Regions from separate parts of the Podarcis muralis genome. Here region 1 is linked to region 2. The links are chromatin contacts, called in public Hi-C maps. All regions are on one chromosome and are shown on one strand. Each heading gives the region's core, a stretch centred on a gene start, on an enhancer-like site or on the middle of the called end of the contact. The rest is flanking DNA. Distances are from core to core; before and after follow the strand shown. Region 1 holds the start of ABCD1 (ATP binding cassette subfamily D member 1). Region 2 holds the start of RPL10 (ribosomal protein L10).

What was found. Hi-C and Micro-C count contacts between places; a contact is called where the count stands out from the background.
Region 1: a Hi-C map of blood shows a contact between it and region 2, with 4 times the contacts expected there. The contact joins the promoter of ABCD1 here to the promoter of RPL10 in region 2. A contact is called at or near these places in 2 of 3 Hi-C or Micro-C datasets (blood and tail).

The regions. Positions count from the first base shown.
Region 1 is chr17:38,202,164-38,207,506 of rPodMur119.hap1.1, forward strand. It overlaps ABCD1 (ATP binding cassette subfamily D member 1), which reads right to left and starts at 2,191. Exons shown (of 10, transcript XM_028711684.2): 1 at 1,066-2,191. The coding sequence starts at 2,004.
Region 2 is chr17:38,064,461-38,069,852 of rPodMur119.hap1.1, forward strand. RPL10 (ribosomal protein L10) reads right to left here and starts at 2,463. Exons shown (of 7, transcript XM_028711743.2): 1 at 2,442-2,463; 2 at 2,283-2,315; 3 at 571-629; 4 at 265-372; 5 at 40-178. The coding sequence starts at 2,305. It overlaps IDH3G (isocitrate dehydrogenase (NAD(+)) 3 non-catalytic subunit gamma), which reads left to right and starts at 3,625. Exons shown (of 14, transcript XM_028711728.2): 1 at 3,625-3,780; 2 at 4,625-4,666. The coding sequence starts at 3,712. LOC114587473 (a long non-coding RNA gene) reads right to left here and starts at 3,763. Exons shown (of 2, transcript XR_003704294.2): 1 at 3,640-3,763; 2 at 3,099-3,335.

The sequences.
Region 1 (5,343 bases), core at 941-3,440, 140 kb after region 2:
ACATCACAAGTGGTGACACAATTCAAATGTCATCATGACTAATACTGGTCATACTCCTTTTTTCTAAAGGGCAACTGCTGCTATAGACTTTTTGTCTGAGGTGTGTGCATGTGTGCACAAATCTGCATGGTTCTAATAAATGTTTAAGCACAAAGGCTGGTCCCGTTGCTGTATTTCTGTGTGCGAATGTGACCTACAATTACCCTTAATTTGGGCAGGATGCCAAAGGTAGGAGAGTTTTCGGCCTTGGAATGTTCCTGACACAGCTGGGCTGGAATGGAGAGGGGCGACTGCAGTGTACATGTGATAAAAATGACGATTAACTTCGGTCACCATCGCCCTCAGTATAAGAGCATTCCCCCCCCCCCCGCCCCCCACCCTCACGATGATTCAGAAAACAGGAAGAGCCTAGATCCCCTGATTCCCAGCTCTCATCTGTTACTGTTATATGTTATCTGATCCATTGCTTTTCCAAATCTGGGGATCAGAAATGGTGTCTGATAAACACACTGCAACTGCCATCCAATCGCCTCCGCTAGGCAGTGCAGGAATCCTTAAGTGCCACACTTGGAAACGCCTGGGGCTGTTTTGACGGTTGAGGCAGAAGTCAAGCATGAGCAATAGAAACCAAGAAAGGTTTCTATGGAAATTTAGACTGGTGGAGGATTACTGAACATGGACAGATTTGAAGCTGGATAAATTCAGGTCAGGGCCTCAGCCTTGCCCTCGGACAAATTCAAGGAAGAAGACTACAAAGAAAAGGAAGTAAACAAGGGTGCTGGTTTCAGCTCTAGCTTGTCTCTCTATAAAGCCAACTTCACTTCCACCGGCCCAGGGCCTGGCAGGGTCAGCTGCCTCCGTTTTGGAGCTCAGGGGAAGAAGAGAAAGTGGAAAGACATATAACAAAAGAGGCTGGTGGTAAACTACCCTTCTCTGTTTCTCCAGTTCTACTACACTATAATTCCCTGTCCGGAAACCCAGGAGTCCTGGCTTCCAGTAATCCTCCTATCAGCTGATCCCTGCTTTCCTCCCAGAGAACCATGGCACGTTGCCCACTTGCTTTACCTTATGGCCCCCATAGAAAGCAATCTCTTCCGAGTTGGCGACCACCCGGGAATGCATGTAGCGCAGCTCCCCTTTCCGACGTGCCTCTTCAGCCACCAGCTGGCCAAACTTTGGCGAACAGGCACGCAGCACCTTGGCAGTGATGCAGACCACCAGGCCGGCAATGACCGAGGGCCAGGCTGTGTCGGCTCCTTTCGATCTGGCCGAGCTGAGCAGGGTATAGGAAGTGACAATCACATCCAGCACCGGCTTGGTCAGGTTCGAGTAGAGGTGAGCCACGGAGTTGGCGAAGGCCACCAGATCTTCCGTGAGAGACTGGTCCGGGTTGCGCAGGCGTCCGTCCATGTTGCTGACGCGGTAGTAGGTCTGGCCCTCAAAGTAGAGCCGATAGGCATGGTCCGCTAAACGTCCGCGGAAGGCCAGGCTCAGCTGCCCTTCTAGGTATCGAATGGCACTGTTGACAAATGTGGCAGGCAGGGCAATGAGCAGCCACTGAAGAAGCTGCCACGTAAAGTCATGCGGGTTCTTGCGGACGATGCAGCGGGCCAGGCGCCCGTCCAGCTGGGCCACGTAGACCGAGAGGAAGGTGCGGCTGGCTAGGGCGGCCGAGTGCAAGGCCAGGAGCCCCGTTTCACGGCACAGTGGCCCAGGGAACAGCAACCTCAGCAGGCGCAGCAGGCGGAAGAAAAACACCCTGTTCACCCCGGGTGGAGATGCTGCCACCTCATCGGCTGCCCCCCACTTGGAGGCTGGCTCTTCAGCACTGTGGTGCCCTGCTGAGTTGGCATTCACTTGGAGGTCAGAGGAAGCCCACTGTCGCCGCAGGACTGGGTACAACTTCTTGGCTCCATACGCCGCCACCAGCAGTGCCACCGCCGCTCTTTTCGCCGTGACCCCCTGGGCCAACCTGGCTGCCACTTTGGCTGTGGCAACTGGCATGGTGTCCCTTAGGGTGGGGTGGGGGGTACTGCCCCTTGGTCCTGGCTTCCTCTCTGCCCCCCCACCACTCCTTCTCCTCCTCCTCCAGCTCGGGTGCTCTGCTCTCTGCCTGGCTGTGGCAGGGCTGGCTCTTCAGCCAGAGTCCGCTCTCACCCCACAATGCCCAGCCCTCAGCCTGACTAGGTGGGAGGGGACTGAGCCATGGCCATCCCTTAGAACCATAGAGAAAGCCTCGGGGCACCATAGAGAGGACGGCGACAGACGGGCGCTCCTCGAGGCAGCCGCTAGGTGGCGCCTGGAAGAGTCGCGCGCGTGTTTAGCTCTTTCTCTCGCTCGCTTTTGCTCTTCCTTTAAATCGCTCGAATTCGGAGGTTTTAGACCCCGCTAGAGTCCACTGCACCAATCGCACCCAGTAAATACAGGATGTGTCCAGGCGTTCGTCTTAAATCCAGACGTTTTTGGGTTTTTTAACCCATTATTTTGGGGTTGGTTGATCTGCCGCATCCATCATTGCAAGCAATGGAGCTGTGGCTTCTAAAAAAACAACGGATGATTTATTTTCTAATTAGAAGACGCCGAGGAGGAGCATGTTCACTGCTTGCAACTCCCCGAGAGAACACAGTTACTGCGTGCTTAATTAATAATAAGTGCATGAATGTAGATGACTTTAAAGGTTTGACAATAAAACCTGATGTAACACACGAGGTTAAGAAAATATTTTTGCCATCAGGAATCTGTTTGGAGGGTAGGGTGAGAAGGGGGTGCTGTTGGATGTCGGTTTTGTTATTTTGAAAAACCAATAACATATAGAATATATTTTAAAGCAAATTCTGTGTCCTGTTGGATGTGGGGTGTGTGTATGAAAGAGACACGAGCCCTCCTGGTTCAGGACCAATGGCCCATCTAGTCTGGCATCTTGTTCTCACTGGCCAACCAGATGCCTACCCACAAGCGGGATCCGAGCACAAGAGCACTCACCTCTCCTCCAGGTTTCAGCAAGTGGTACTCAGAAGCATTGCGCCTCCAGCACTGAGGCGGAGCACAGCAATCATGGTGTGTGGGAGAATGGAAATTGCATTGCGTAGCGTTGTTAGATCATATCAAAAAGTCTTTCTGTTGTGGGTTCCAGATGTTGTTGGACTTTTAATTTCCATCAGCCCCAGCCAGCATGGCCAATGGTAAGAGATAATGAGACTTGTAGTCCAACACCATCTAGAGTAGGGATGGGCAACCTGTGGCAACCCTCCAGACCACCAGCTCCCATCGTCTGTGGTCATAGGTCAACCAAGTTCCAGTGTTTTGGAGTTGTAGTCTAAAATATATGGAAAGCACCAGTTTGGGCAGATTGTTCTAGGCAGTTACTGGGGTACCATTTCAAGCGCAGGGAGCAGCTTCCAACAAAATGGAATTTCACTTCCTTTCATGCCCTAGAAGATGCACAGTTATGGGTGCATATTGAGGGGAAATGTTTTGGCAGCATCAATGGTTTCGTGAGCTCAAGAGATAATGGACATGGTGAGTATGCTTATGTATGAGGAGAGGATTAGATTATTTTGCTAGCTCAGTAATCCACCCCTACTCAAGTTTGAACACACCAATACTTTATGTCTTTGTGAGTTCCTAAACTATACTCTGAGGTGGCGCTGTGGTCTAAACCACTGAGCCTAGGGCTTGCTGATCGGAAGGCTGGCAGTTCGAATCCCCGTGACAGGGTGAGCTCCTGTTGCTCGGTCCCACCTCCTGCCAACCTAGCAGTTCAGAAGCACGTCAAAGTGCAAGTAGATAAATAGGTACCACTCTGACGGGAAGGCAATTGGCGTTTCTGTGCGCTGCTCCGGTTTTGCCAGAAGCAGCTTAGCTATGCTGGCCACATGACCCGGAAAAACTGTCTGCAGACAAACGTCAGCTCCCTTGACCAGTAAAACGAGATGAGCGCCGCAACCCCAGAGTTGTTTGCGACCGGACTTAACTGTCAGAGGTCCTTTACCTTTATCTTTAAACTATACTCTGCTCAGTATGTTAGAGTTTCTATAACAAATAGACAATCCAAAAGCTTAAAAAACTGCTAGTGTGAGTAGGTGTACAAAGTTCAGAGCTGGCACCATAGAGATAAACATTAGACTCTGTCCTGATTGTTATCACTGCGGGTTCTTTAATTTACCCCTCAAATGTCTTTTTAATCTGAAGGAGCTAAAGGTCATAGTTCTTTTAGAGGAAGGAGCTGAAGTCCTCAAAACCCCAATGTCAGCAAAGTCCTGAAGTTTTCCCACCAGCTGCATGCAGGATGCCCATGGATGAAACCCATCCCAAGGTTTGTGATTAAGCCTCAAGATCTTCCAGTTTGCATTCTTTACAAAACAACTGCCTGGGATTTCACAATAACTCAAAGGGTTTCCTTGACTTCATGGCATGTATATATTTCAGAAAGCAATTATTTGTTGATGTCATGCTTACATCGCATCCTTATATAACCAAAGGCTAGGAAGCAAGAATGCTACTATGAGCAAGGACCCCATGACAAGTTTCACAATAACAGCCACATTAGGATCCAATAAAACATTCCTTTCAGGCTTGCTGCTAAACTGAGCTAGCCATGGTGACTGGAGGAGAGCTGGTATGTCCTTGGTGATCAGTCTGCTCCTTTGGCCGTGATGCTTGCAAAGTCTGTTTGACTACATGTATAGTGGCATCACTGCTGCAGAAGCCAGGTCCTCAATGACTGGGTACTCTGCTGTAACTATGGTTAGTATTTGTTCTGATTAAGCCAAGGTGCTGCACACACAGCAAGTGTTCAAGAGCACATATGCAAAGTGGCTGGTTGTTAATATGGCAGAGGTAGAAAAGGGCAGGTATTGTGGCAACGCTCAATTGAGTGCAATGCACCAAGCATGTGCATGCCCCTGCTTCTCTGCCAGAACCCAGTTCCAGCTCCTATTGGAATCCTCCCCATGGCAAGAATTGGAAACCGGTTCTTGGAAAGACAGTAAAGTAAAAAAAGGGCAGAACTAGAATCTCCTTTTCACTGCAGTGCTTTGACATAAACATGCCTTCCGCCCAGCACAGCAGTGTTTGGCTGGCCTGGAGGAGCCAGAAGATTAAAAAGAACCCGGGGATGTGGAGTTTGGACTGTTGGCTACTGTATTTCCACGTCTCTATCTTTGCACGGAAGAGCCTATTGCCTGCGAATGGGAACCTGAAGTCTCGTTAGCCTGGAAATCACTAAGGCCACTACCCTTTGGCATTGCCATGGCAACCGAGGTTTCCTGTAGTGTCATGACAGTTGCTCTTTTTGTTCCTACAGAGATAAGAAAATGTAGAGTAACACACCATCTAAACTAG
Region 2 (5,392 bases), core at 1,213-3,712:
AATTTTAACACCAGAACTGGGTCTCTACCCATTCCTCACCTATCAGCTCCAGCACATGACAACATCTTGTTGATGCGGATGACATGGAAGGGGTGCAGGCGCACACGGATGTGAAATCCATCCTTACCACAACTTTTCACCATGTATTTGTTGGCACAGATACGGGCGGCCTCTAGAGCTGCAGAAAGAGAGACAGGGTGAATGGGACAGACCATTGAAGCACAGCAAAATGAGTGGTTTGAGTGGTCTTTTGGTGCTCTGTACCTTCTGATGAAAGCTGCTCATATTCATCTGACACCATGTGCCCACAGAGTGGGAACTCATCAACCTTGGCCTTCTTCCTGCCCAGGTCAAAAATCCTGATCTTGGGATCTGAAGAATAGAAAGTAATATTATCAGCCAGTTCACTAAAACTCGGATTTCCTAACAGGCCAAATTAGGTGCAATCCACTCTGACCAGGCAATTAAGTCTCATCAGGCTATCCTGTTGGATTAAATTCTACATTCCTATCTGAATGCATGAAGTTCAATTTAACAGTTCATCAGGCAAAAATAAATATATTAACTTACCAGGAACACCTCTACAGAAACGGGATTTGGGGTAAGGCTTGTTCTTGCAGTATCGATAACTAGAAGAAAAAGACAGATAAGGTAGTCAGAAACAATTTTTTGAAATTAAAGTCACAACTGCTGAATATGTTAAACCAGAAATGGGGAACCTATAGCCTTGCATAGGTTGTTGAACTACGGCTCCCATCAACCCTTGCCTCTGGTCATTCACATCTGATTGGGGGTTGGTGGGTTAGAAACTGGTCCAAGATGCAGTCCCAGGTATTAGCCTTTTAAACCAATTTACTAGCCTAATGGAGTTTAGCAGTGGAAGGATGAAGAGCTCCAACCTTCCTTCAGCAGCTCATTGCATGTCTATGCTGGGCAAACATAAGGAACAGAATCCTCCTTCCATGTTGCTAGTCTGCTCACTTGCCACATTCAATTTCTTGCTGCTCTATGGCTACCAAGCAAGTGCTAAATTAGAAATATGTCTCATACAATTAATAAAGAGCATGTAGACACTTATCTGTATTTATTGGCTTTTATTTTCATACTAGTACTGTTTCTTAACAGTAAGGGAAGTTCTGTGAACCCAATAACTTCTACTTTCCCTATACATTTGGCTGACAGATCTGGCTCCCATCCCGAGATCAATAGTAATTTCTGCAGCAATGTTTACCTCAAAGTTACACCATGGTTTGGACAATCGCTTTCGGCTCAACAAGCCATGGCTTTTGAAGCTTGGAATGGGCACTTGTGAGAAGTATGTCTCCTATTCCTCATCAGTTTCTATGCAAAAATCTTGGCTTGTGTTAAGACACAACCAGGAAATCTGGATTTATGCTGGCCTGCTGGGGGTGGTGTGTGATAGAATGGCTAGTACCTGGCTTCATAAAAGTTTATGAGGCTTTGAATGAAAGTCTGAACCAGGCCATTATGTGGTCTCAGGCAAAGCCACTTTCAGTCTCAACTCTCTAAGCTTAGTATCTAATGCTTAGTGTTGTAAGAATAAAATAAAGAATATTTATGTGAAGCACTCTGAAGACTCTCACACATATTAGTATCATACTGTACTCAACTACATCCTACTCAGGAGCGCATCCACTGAAATTAGTGAACCTGTTAGTCATACCTGCTTGCTTCAGTGGGCTTACTCTGAGTACAACTAGCAGTGACTACCACCCAAACCACTAACATTATGGATATTAGGGACAAAGAACACGGGGAGGCTTCAGCCTTCGTGTCCCGCTTAAGGGTTTCTGATGCATGCATACAACTGGCAGCTGCTAGGAGGCAGGATGCAAAATGAGGCGGGCAGCCCCTTGATCAAATCTGGCAGAAATCTCATGTTTTTATGCTAAACTCACGGTGTGTGTGTGTGTGTGTGTGTGTGTGTGTACGGGGTGGGTGTTTGGGGTCTAATAGCCATCCCAGGAAGGCAACCTTGCTGCTAAGAACCACCACAGGCGGCAACGCAGAAGGGTCCACGGGCCACAAGCAAGCCGTGAAAGCCCAGAGCCCCCGAGGCGGGGCCCGTTTCGGTCGCCCACCCTCGTCCTCCCCGATGGCGGCCCCCGCCAGAAGAGGAAAGCGGGAGATGCGGCTGCCAGGAGAGACCCCTTTCGGCCTCTCCCGTTCCTGGCAGAGCCGCCTCGCCGCGTCCTCCCCCTGACGGAGCGGCCACGCGGCCTCCTCCCGGCCTTGCCCGTCCTCCGGGCGGCCCAACTCACCAGCGCGCGGGTCGGCGGCCCATGGCTGCAGGTCTGAGAGGCAAAGAGAGAGAGAGAGAGAGTCAGTCCGGGGCCGCCAAGGGAAGCGGGCCGAGCGCGGGGCCTGCTTCTCGCTCTCAGGCCCAAGCCGCGCCGCAGCCGCCTCACCCGCGTACTCACCTCGCCGAGCGGAAAGAGAGCGGGGAGCGCGCCTGCGCCCTGCTTATCAACGCTGCCGCTCTAGGACGGCCGCGGACACAGAGGTTGGGGCTTGTCTGGACCGGAAGCAGCGGAAGCTTAACGTATCCGGAAGGTCGGCGCGACACGTTAGCTTCCGGGTTGATTCTGACTCCATTTGAGTGGACGTTTAAGCCTTTAACTGAGGGATAGAAGGGCGAAGGAGGTGCCCGTGCAGTTTTAGATGGGAGATCTTAAAAACAACAACAACCCTCGTGTCAGTGCTGAACGTTATAATAGCCTCAGTATTTTGAACTGTATAACGTGTGGAATTGCCCGTGGCTTTTGAGTTAGGTGGTGCTAGTTTTCAAGGTTTTTATTCACGGGAAGGAGCTGCAATGCCTCTATCGACCTCCGCTCTTACTTGGCACTTCGAAATACAGTAACATAGTTGTTCTTTTTATACATCTATATATCTTTATCTACTGTATACTATTTTTGTTATCTTTGTACACATAAATAATAAAACATGGAGTGAAGCCGCGTACATGTACATGAGTGACAAAAAAATGGGTCACCGGGGGTGTAAAATGCTAAACATATTTTGCAGTACCGTAATAATGAGGTAAACCAGTTCAATGAATTCTTCAAAAAATCAGCTTGGGAAACAGAGTAATAGTTGTTTTATTAATGTGGCTGTAATAAGCAATTTTGTCGAAAGTTTACAGAAAAAGAAAACAAAGACTTAATTCACATTGAAGTCCAGTATGTATCATTTAACTTGCTGGCTTTCCGTATAGTCTTCAACCCCGAAACGAGGAGCAATTTTATTAAGACGTCCTTGCTTGCACAGTTCTACTCTAACTAAGGATGCATTGCAGCTCTCGTTGCATTCAGCTGAAATCATAAGCAAAAGCAACACTAAACGAAGAGCAGAATAATTAAACGAATTTCTATTCGTTTGGCGCCTACTGTGAGCCCTGCTTTCTTTGGACATTACGACCTGCTGGGTTAATAACTAATAAAATGGCAGCTGTGAGTTATTTACGGTTGCAAAGTACGAATGAGAATGCTAGGAATCCCGGAGAATATCCACCGGGAATTATAAGGATCTCAAGCTCTGTCGGAAGAGACAGGCTAAAGCAACTTTACTGCGCATGCGCTCCTCCCGCCGCTTGTGCGGGAAGACGCGGTTTCTTACGGGATTTCGTCACAGGTCTCGCGGTATCTGGATAAGACTCCTCTTAATTCGCCCCCCTCAGAAGATTGAAGGATGGCGGCTTCGGCAGTTTTGTACACTGGCAGGCAGCTGTGGAGGCCAGCCTTGTTGGCGTCCCGCTCGGTAAGACGACGGTTTCGACTGCGGTTGTGGACAATGACCTTGTCCGGAGGTGAAGAGAAACCGGCGCCGCTTCTTGGTTTCCTCTCAGGGGAGTGGGTGGGCGGGCTGCGGCAACCGTTGCCATGTTTCCGATTGGTTAAGGAGGCAGACGGCGGGTGGGACAAAAGGAGAATGGTGCTTTCGCATTGGCTGGCCTCTTATGGAAAGGTTTTTTTATTGGGCGCTTCCTTTGGGACTCGTTGCGTAGCAGATAATTTTGATTGGGCGATAGATATGAGACTAGGAGAGGAGAATTAAAGGGCTAAAAGCACAACCAAGGAAATTAAAGGAAAGGAAACAGCCCCGTTTGCACGAGGAGATGATGATGATGATGATTAGTAACCTCTATAGTAATGAGTCTGGAATAACTGCCACCCATTGCTTTCCTACAGACTTATTTATTAATTGCATTTATCTCCCACCTTTCATCCAGAGAGCTCAAGGTGGTTCACACTTTTCCTGCTGCTCCCCATTTATCCTCACAACAGCAGCCCTGTGAGAGGTTGAGAGGCTGGCCCACAGTCACCCAGTGAGCGTCATGGCTGAATGTGGATTTGAACCCTTCATTAGCAGTAAATACTTGATCATATTTGATGGGACAGTTGAGCAAGAACGCTTTGACAGAGCAAATATCCAGCTCTAGCTTCTGGCAAAGGGGAATAAATGAAAGATCTCGCCCAAACCTGTAATTTCACAGAGTCAGGCAGACACCTAGTGTTTCATTCCTGTCTTGTAAGAATCCTTTATTTCTGGATTCCCCAAATCACCTTCCTTAGCCTATACTGTTTTTCTCTCTCCCTCACAGGTGCAGGCTCTGACAGATGGCAGTCGCAGGAATGTGGCCTCGGTTTGTATTGCTTGTGCTTGCCATCCTTTGTCACAGAGAGATGTTAGGGGAGGCACTCTTGTCTTCTGTTGTACATTATTTCCCCCACAAATTCACTGACCGCTGTCTATGGACAGATGGGGAATGTAAATAGTCCTGATGTGACACCTGTTTCTAATCTCTTTACTGATTGGGCACCCGAGGAGTTGGGATCAAATCTGGTATGCAAACAAAATGTTGCAATCTAGGACAGTTTCTCCTCTTGGAGGAAGATGTTCTAATGGGCTCTGCCATGTTGACCTGCCTTTTCCATGTCTTCTCTTTGTTCAATTGGAGTAATAATTCTGACTTATTAACTGTGTAGGGAAATTACAAGGTAATAACAGTCTTGTACCTTTTAAAATCAGTGGTTAAAATCAGTGCAGTTTTCAAAGGTTGAGGCTATTATCTTGATTCAAAATGGCATCCAATTTTATCCCAACATAGATGAAAATCTGCTCCTTGATTCACAAACTGTTGTGCAAAATTTGGTTATGATATCTTGAAGAGGTATCCAAATGCATAGCAAGCAACTAACTTTCCAAAATACATGGAAAAATTAAAAAGATCTGTGGATAACATTTCAGAGGCACCAGATATACTTTCTGGACCCTTGGAAGTTTGGTCTTGTAGTCCTTAATACACTCTGGCTTCCCTGTTCACTGAAGCTGGTGTCCGTGCGGATTAGAATCCTGGTCATATTTGTTT